Regions from separate parts of the Sus scrofa genome. Here region 2 is linked to region 1. Evidence: chromatin contacts called from public HiChIP or PLAC-seq data. All regions are on one chromosome and are shown on one strand. The core of a region is the stretch at or near the end of the contact, and the rest is flanking DNA. Distances in the headings are between cores, read along the strand shown. Region 1 holds the start of PDLIM2 (PDZ and LIM domain protein 2). Region 2 holds the start of LOC100737977 (tumor necrosis factor receptor superfamily member 10B-like).

Evidence for each region. HiChIP or PLAC-seq counts read pairs in DNA pulled down with a chosen protein or histone mark.
Region 2: a contact with region 1 is called in an H3K27ac HiChIP or PLAC-seq map of alveolar macrophages. The contact joins the promoter of LOC100737977 here to the promoter of PDLIM2 in region 1. A contact is called at or near these places in 1 of 5 promoter capture datasets (fetal liver) and 1 of 2 datasets of contacts at active chromatin or transcription factors (alveolar macrophages).

The regions. Positions count from the first base shown.
Region 1 is chr14:6,832,442-6,835,627 of Sscrofa11.1, forward strand. It overlaps PDLIM2 (PDZ and LIM domain protein 2), which reads left to right and starts at 1,675. Exons shown (of 10, transcript XM_005670413.3): 1 at 1,675-2,409.
Region 2 is chr14:7,369,287-7,372,410 of Sscrofa11.1, forward strand. LOC100737977 (tumor necrosis factor receptor superfamily member 10B-like) reads right to left here and starts at 1,800. Exons shown (of 10, transcript XM_021073208.1): 1 at 1,604-1,800. The coding sequence starts at 1,652.

The DNA of each region.
Region 1 (3,186 bases), core at 425-2,924:
AGACTTCCTTTCCTGGAGGCAGAAACCAAATCCACACCCTCTCTTTGGTGGGGCCCCAGAGCCTCTTCAGCAGGTCGCACCCTGCCTGGACATGACCCCTTCTCTGCCTTGACTCGGCACAAGGAGGGAAGAGTGAGGGGAACCAGGGCATCAGAGCCAGAAAGGACCTTAGGTCCTTGGGGATGCTCATCCCAGTGGGGTATGTGACATGCCTGGGGCCACAGAACAGTATGCCCTTCTGATCCAGGGGTGTGTGCTGAAGTCTGCTGCCTTTGTCTTTTGTGACTGTGTGGGGCAGAAAACCTGCAGATAGTGTCCCCGCTGTGGCACAGTGAGCTAAGAATCCCTCCTGCAGCAGCTCAGGTTGATACCGAGGTGTGGGTTTGATCCCTGCAGGGCGCAGTGAGTTAAAGGATATAGCATTGCCACAGGTGAGGCTCAGATTCAATCCCTGGCCTGGCAATGTCCACATGCTGCAGGCGTGGCCATTAAAAAAGAAAGAGGAGAGAAAAGAAGAAAGGAAGAAGAGAGGGAGGAAGGAAAGAAGAAAATCCTGCAGATGAACCTGCAGATTTTTCTAGAGCTATCCAAGTCTGAGCACAAAGGGGCAAAACTGAGTACCTGCCGCAAATTGGTGAGGTGGGAATGAGTGGCGAGGAAAGGGAAATTAATCCATTCATTCAAACAATATCCTTTCAACGAAATTTAATTGAATGCCTGCTGTGGGCCAGGCCCTGTGCTAGGCTCTAGCAATGGAGCAATGAACCAGACTAGAACCCACCCTGCCCTCCAAGGAAGCACAGCACAGATTTACACCAGGGATGGGAGGGGTGGAGGGGATGGGAAGCAATGCATACAGCAAGAGGGAAAGCTATGCATCATGCCCAGTTTACACAAGGGAAACTGAGGCCCAGAGGGGCTGAGGAACTTGCCTGGGGTCACACAGCCAGGAAGAGGCAGAGCTGGTGTTTGAGGCTAGGTCTGTGTTCTCCCAGGCAGTGCCTGCCCTAACTGCAGCTTCCTGCTCCCTTGGGGGCTTCCAGTCTAGTTGGGGAGGCAGAACAGGTGAATCAGGCAAAGAGGCCTCACCCGGAGGCCCGGGACTTGTTAGTGGGAGAGTGGCTTACACACAGGGAGGACAGAGGCTGTTGGAGGCGAGGGACAGGGGAGGTAACCGTGCTGGAGACGGGCAGGTCTGGGAGTCCAGAGATGAGACGGCATAGGTAGGCGAGAGAGGTGGTGAGGGCACTCCTTTGCAGAGGGAACCCGGAGGGAATGACTCACACCTGAGGCAGGCAAGTTACAGCTGTGCCCACAGGTGTGCTCCCCTGGAAACAGGCCAGCCTGGCGGAGGGTAAAGTCGAGGAGACCAGTGGGAGATGCGAGAGCGGCTCTGGTGGGCCCCCAGGTCCCCAGGGTGAGGGTTGCCAGGTTTGGCTCTGGGGAAAACCATTTGCCAGATGGTTCTGAGCTGGGGCCTGGGGCCTCTCCTTGGCAAGTTCTCCCCTGATCCCTAGAGTAGGGGTTCCAGGTGGTTGGCAGAGGGCTAGGCACTCGGGACGAGGGCCGGTGGTCGTTGTTGGGAGTGGCTGGCTCCGGGCAGGGCGGCAGAAAGGGTGAGTGGAAGGCAGCCAGGAACGGAAAAGGCCTCAGCCCACAAGAGTGAGGGAGGTCCCGGAGGGCGCCGTGTCACCTCTCTCCCGAGTCTCCATCTCCTCCTGGGCCTGGCTGGTCGACCTGAGTGGAGCAAGCTCGCGGCGCATCTCAAGCAGGGAAGCTCTGCGCAGCCAGAAGAACCGCAGCAGTCCGCGGCTGCCGCCCAGCGAGCGCGCCGGCCGGGCATGAAGGCGGAGGGGCGGCCCCTAGTTTGGGATTTGTGGGTGTCGGGGCTGCATCCGCGCCAGCGTCGGAGCCTGGAGTGGGCGGGGGAGTCGCGCAGACCGCAGACAGACCCGGCCGGCCCGTCCCCTCCCCCGCCCGGCCCCAGGCTGGGGGTAGAGGAGCTTAGGGCCCCTTAGGAGAAGGGGTGGGCGCGGGCGACCTGGGCGAGCTTCGGGGGCGGCAGCCTCAGCTGTCGGCGAAGTGTGGCCCGGCGCCCGTCTCCAGAACTCCTCCCTGCCCTCGGGAAGGTGGGGACACCCCGCAGCCTCTAGGGGGCTCTCGGGAGAGTATCCCCGGGCCTCGAGCCGGCGCCGGCCAGGTGGCAGTGGAGGGGCTGGGCTGCGCGGAGGAGGCGGCCTCCCCGGCCAGGGGCGGCGGCAAGGGCGGCCCCGGGATCACATGGGCGGAGGCAGGTCCCGGAGCCCCGAGCGGGCTCTCCCCAGAGTCGGACAGACCGCGGCGGCGGCGTCTCCTCGCCTCGCTCCTAGCCTTCCTTTCGCTCCCGGGCCTGGCCGCCCAGCCCGACAGGTGAGCGGGAGCCCGGGGAGCGCGCCCACCTGCGCGCCGTCCGCACCGCCGGAGACCTGCCGGGTCCGGCGCCCTCGCTGCCCTGCGCTCCCGCGGCTCGCTCGGCGCCGGGACTTCGCGAACGGCCGCTCCCCGCAGCCTCGTCTGCGGTGGGCGCCTCCCGCGAGCTGGGCTTTCTCGTCCCGGGCGCTCCTCCTCCAGCCCCTCAGCCCACGGGTGCTTTAGCTTCGGAGCTTAGAAGGCGCCAGAACTGGGCGAGCCGGGCCGACGAGCCGGGCACCTCCCGGCGGCCCCCGGCGCGGAGTCCACTGACCGGCTCAAAGGTCTGGGAATCCAAGGCATCTGCGAGCTGCCAGCGCCGACCTGGGGCCCGAGGGAGGGACAGAGACTGGGCCTGGTCAAAAGGTGAAGCCTGCCCTGCGCCCCCTCCCCAGGCCCCGAGACGCGGGCCGTGGTCCCCGAGTGCTTGAGAAATTTGGGCAGCACTTGTAGTCTGCAGGCCTCCCCAGGGGCAGCCCCAGGGTGGGTGCTGGGCAGGGTGGTGGCCCAGCTTGGCACTGCAGCTTCCTGCCTGGGTTGGCTCCTGACTCCAGAGCTCGAGGCTCAGGAAATCCTACGAGGGCCTGATCTGCAGAGACACTCCCTTACCCAGCCGAGGGGCAGTGGATGAGAGGCCCCGTGGCCCCGGCTCCCAGGCAGCATCAATCAGCTCGCCCTGCTGGCCAGTGCCCAGCGGGGTGGGTGTGCCCAGTTCGGCAGATGAGCCGGTCCTTCTTG
Region 2 (3,124 bases), core at 550-3,049, 540 kb after region 1:
TGCTGCACAGCAGAAACCGACAACCATAATAAAATCATAAATCAACAGTAGCAAAAAAATTTAAAAATGACATCCTCCAGGCCAACAATACAACCTGAGGTCTTGCATTCCATGGTCTTACATTCCACCGCCTTGCCACTGCTGTGACTTGTCAGCTATGTCAGACTTGTCTCTAGGGTTTTTCTGTGGTCTGAGATCAGACTTCTGAGGTTTGTGTGGATTTGGGTGGTTGTTTCAGGAGTAAAAAGACAGCTAGATTAACAGTAAAGCCTCTTGCCTCCTAGCTCAGGGCAGCCATTAAATAGTTTCGCAATTTTGAGAAAGTCCCTTCTGTCCCCCTTGAAAAAGAAAGTTCTGCCTAACATATCAGACAACAAAAGATGTCACAGTCCTCACAATTACTACCAGCTACCATCACAACCAAGGGGGTGAGAGCCAAGGATGGTGAGGTTTTATGCCTCTCTCTGCTATCTCCTTTTATTAGTAGTTTCTCATCTGTAAACTCTAATTATCTCACCTCCCCTAAATGTTCAAGGTGGTTGTCTAAAGTGTTAGCACACTTTTACAGGCATTTGAATAGGAATGACAGGAAATGCTATTTCCAGGCCAAATACTTCTTCAGGATAACCTTGGGGTGTGTGTGTGTGTGTTGGGGGTGGTGGTGGGGTTTGTTGCTGTTTGTTTTTGTAACATATAAGGGCAAACTGGCTGGAGCCTAGAGCAAGCTAGAAACCAATTCCAAGTATGCACTTATTTCTATGATGAGTTTCTCTGGGACGCACGCCCTTACTTGTTTGATCAATGGAAGTCAAAATAAGAGTTTCACATCCTTGTTTCTGAAACTAAAGACAGAGCCCCTGGGGCCAGCTGTAGAATTGTTGATGGTTTACCTTGTAAAGCCCGTGTGTTGCTGTGTAAGAAAATGCTTAGCAGGCGTTTGGCAAACTGCTCTTCTCACAGCAGCCCGGAAGGGGTGCTGAACGAGAGCAGGGGTGGGAAAGTTACTTTTCTGTTAAAATCCGTGGGAAGAAGAGATGCAGCGAGCACTTTTAAGAATTTAAACAGGAGAGTTCCCGTCGTGGCTCAGTGCTTAGCGAATCTGACTAGGAACCATGAGGTTGCAGGTTCAATCCCTGGCCTCGCTCAGTGGTTAAGGATCCCGCGTTGCCATGAGCTGTGGTGTAGGTTGCAGACGAGGCTCGGAACCAGTGTTGCTGTGGCTGTGGTGTAGACCAGCGGTTACAGCTCCGATTAGACCCCTAGCCTGGGAACCTCCATATGCCACGGGTGCGGCCCTGGAAAAGACAAAAAAAAAAAAAAAAAAAAAAAAATTAAACAAGCATACAAAAGAAGGAGAAGGGAAGAGAGGAGGGGAGGAAAAGGAGGGGAGAAAAGGGGTGAGGAGTAAGGAAAGGAGAGGGCGGGGCAGGGCCACGCAGGCTCCGCCCCCTCCCCGCCGACTCACAGCCCGACCTCCCTCGGACCACGCCGGGATTTGCCCGGGCATGTCCCCAAGTCTCATATCCGCGATTCCCCTACTCTTCGCTCCCTCTCGGCCACCAGGCACGCCTTCTTCGAGCTAGGGCCCGCGGCGGGGACTCACCCACAGCACGACACTCAAGACGACGAGGAAGATGGGGTCCCGGAGCCATGGCCGGGGGCTGGGTGTGCGCCCTTCCGGGACTCCGGAGGTCTGCGCTTCCCGCCGCGATCCGGGAGAACTCGCTGTCCGGGCTGCCGCGTGGTGAACGCCCGCAGAACCGCCGGAAATACGATGTAGGCAGTGTCTTTCGTGGAGCGCCGGCTGTCTATTCCCACGCGCGCTGCTCTCGGGGGTTCGGAATGACGGTGCGCAGCAGATGGCCCCGCCTAGTCTTAGGCTGGCTGTTGTGCAATCAGTGCCTGGCAGTGTAGAAAGCTGCCTTTTTTCTCTGAGGCGGCAAATTACGCCCAGAGTTTCTCCGAACCTGGAAATTCAGAGTACTTCTTTTGTCTTACACACCCGCGGTATTTGGAAGTTCCCAGGCTAGGGTCAAATGGGAGCTACAGCTGCCAGCCTACACCACAGCTCTTGGCAACAGTGGACCCTTAACCCACTGAGCGAGGGAAGGGATCGAGCTTGAGTCCTCCTGGATCCTAGTCGGGTTCGTTACCGCTGAGCCAGGACGGAAGCTCCCAAAATTCAGAGTACTTCTTGAACCCAAGTTCCTTCCCAGGACCGGAGCCTCTCCAGAGCTACCTCCGGTTCTCTGACTATGGCCTTTTGCCCACTCTCACCTTCTGCTCTTACCCCCCCTCACTGACAAAATGTATGGTTATTACTGCTTCCAAACTCACTTGGCAGCTCTGTCCTAGGGCCAGGCTTCTGGGTCAGAGGCTTGGTTTTAGCCTCGCAGTAGCCAGGTACCTGACTGGAACAGACACTCAATGAAGGTCACAGGGGCCGTGATCCCTGAGTCTGATTTCAGGTCACCAGTGACCTCCCCCTTCACCAGCTTGCCTCTTCTGGTAATTCCAGGTCCATCATCTGTCTTTCACATTCTCTTTACTGCTCCTGCAGTCAGACAAGCCGGAGGAAGCCACTTCAGCCTTTCTTCAGGATTTCCCTTTCCTGTAGATTCTTGAATTAAATCCCTGGGGAAACAGAACCGCTAGGAATTGATTGGCCCGTGAAATCAAATGGGCCAAGAAGGGGAGCCCCACTTGGGGCAGGCCCATCTTGCTCTATACCCACACACTTGGCACCCTGCTGGTAGGAATCCAGTATCCGGAAGCTTGAGGTTAGGTCCTGCTCACAGGATGATTGAAGGGCTGGGAAATGGGTAAGAGAAGGGAATCCAGGAGGCCTCCAGCTCCACCCATTGTATCAATTTTGTGTGGTTTGGGCAGTAGGAGTTAAAATTCATTTTTCTCCATACATTTATCCATTAAATAATCTTATTGCCTTTGTTGAAATTCATTTAACCGTATCATATATATGTTCCATTTCTGGACTCTGTATTCTATTCCATGGATCTATCATTTGTCTGACTTCATGCCAATACCACCTGTCTTGACTACTGCAGCTTTCTTTATTGTCAGTGTGTGTGTGTGTTTTTTAGGGGCATACTCACAGCATATGGAG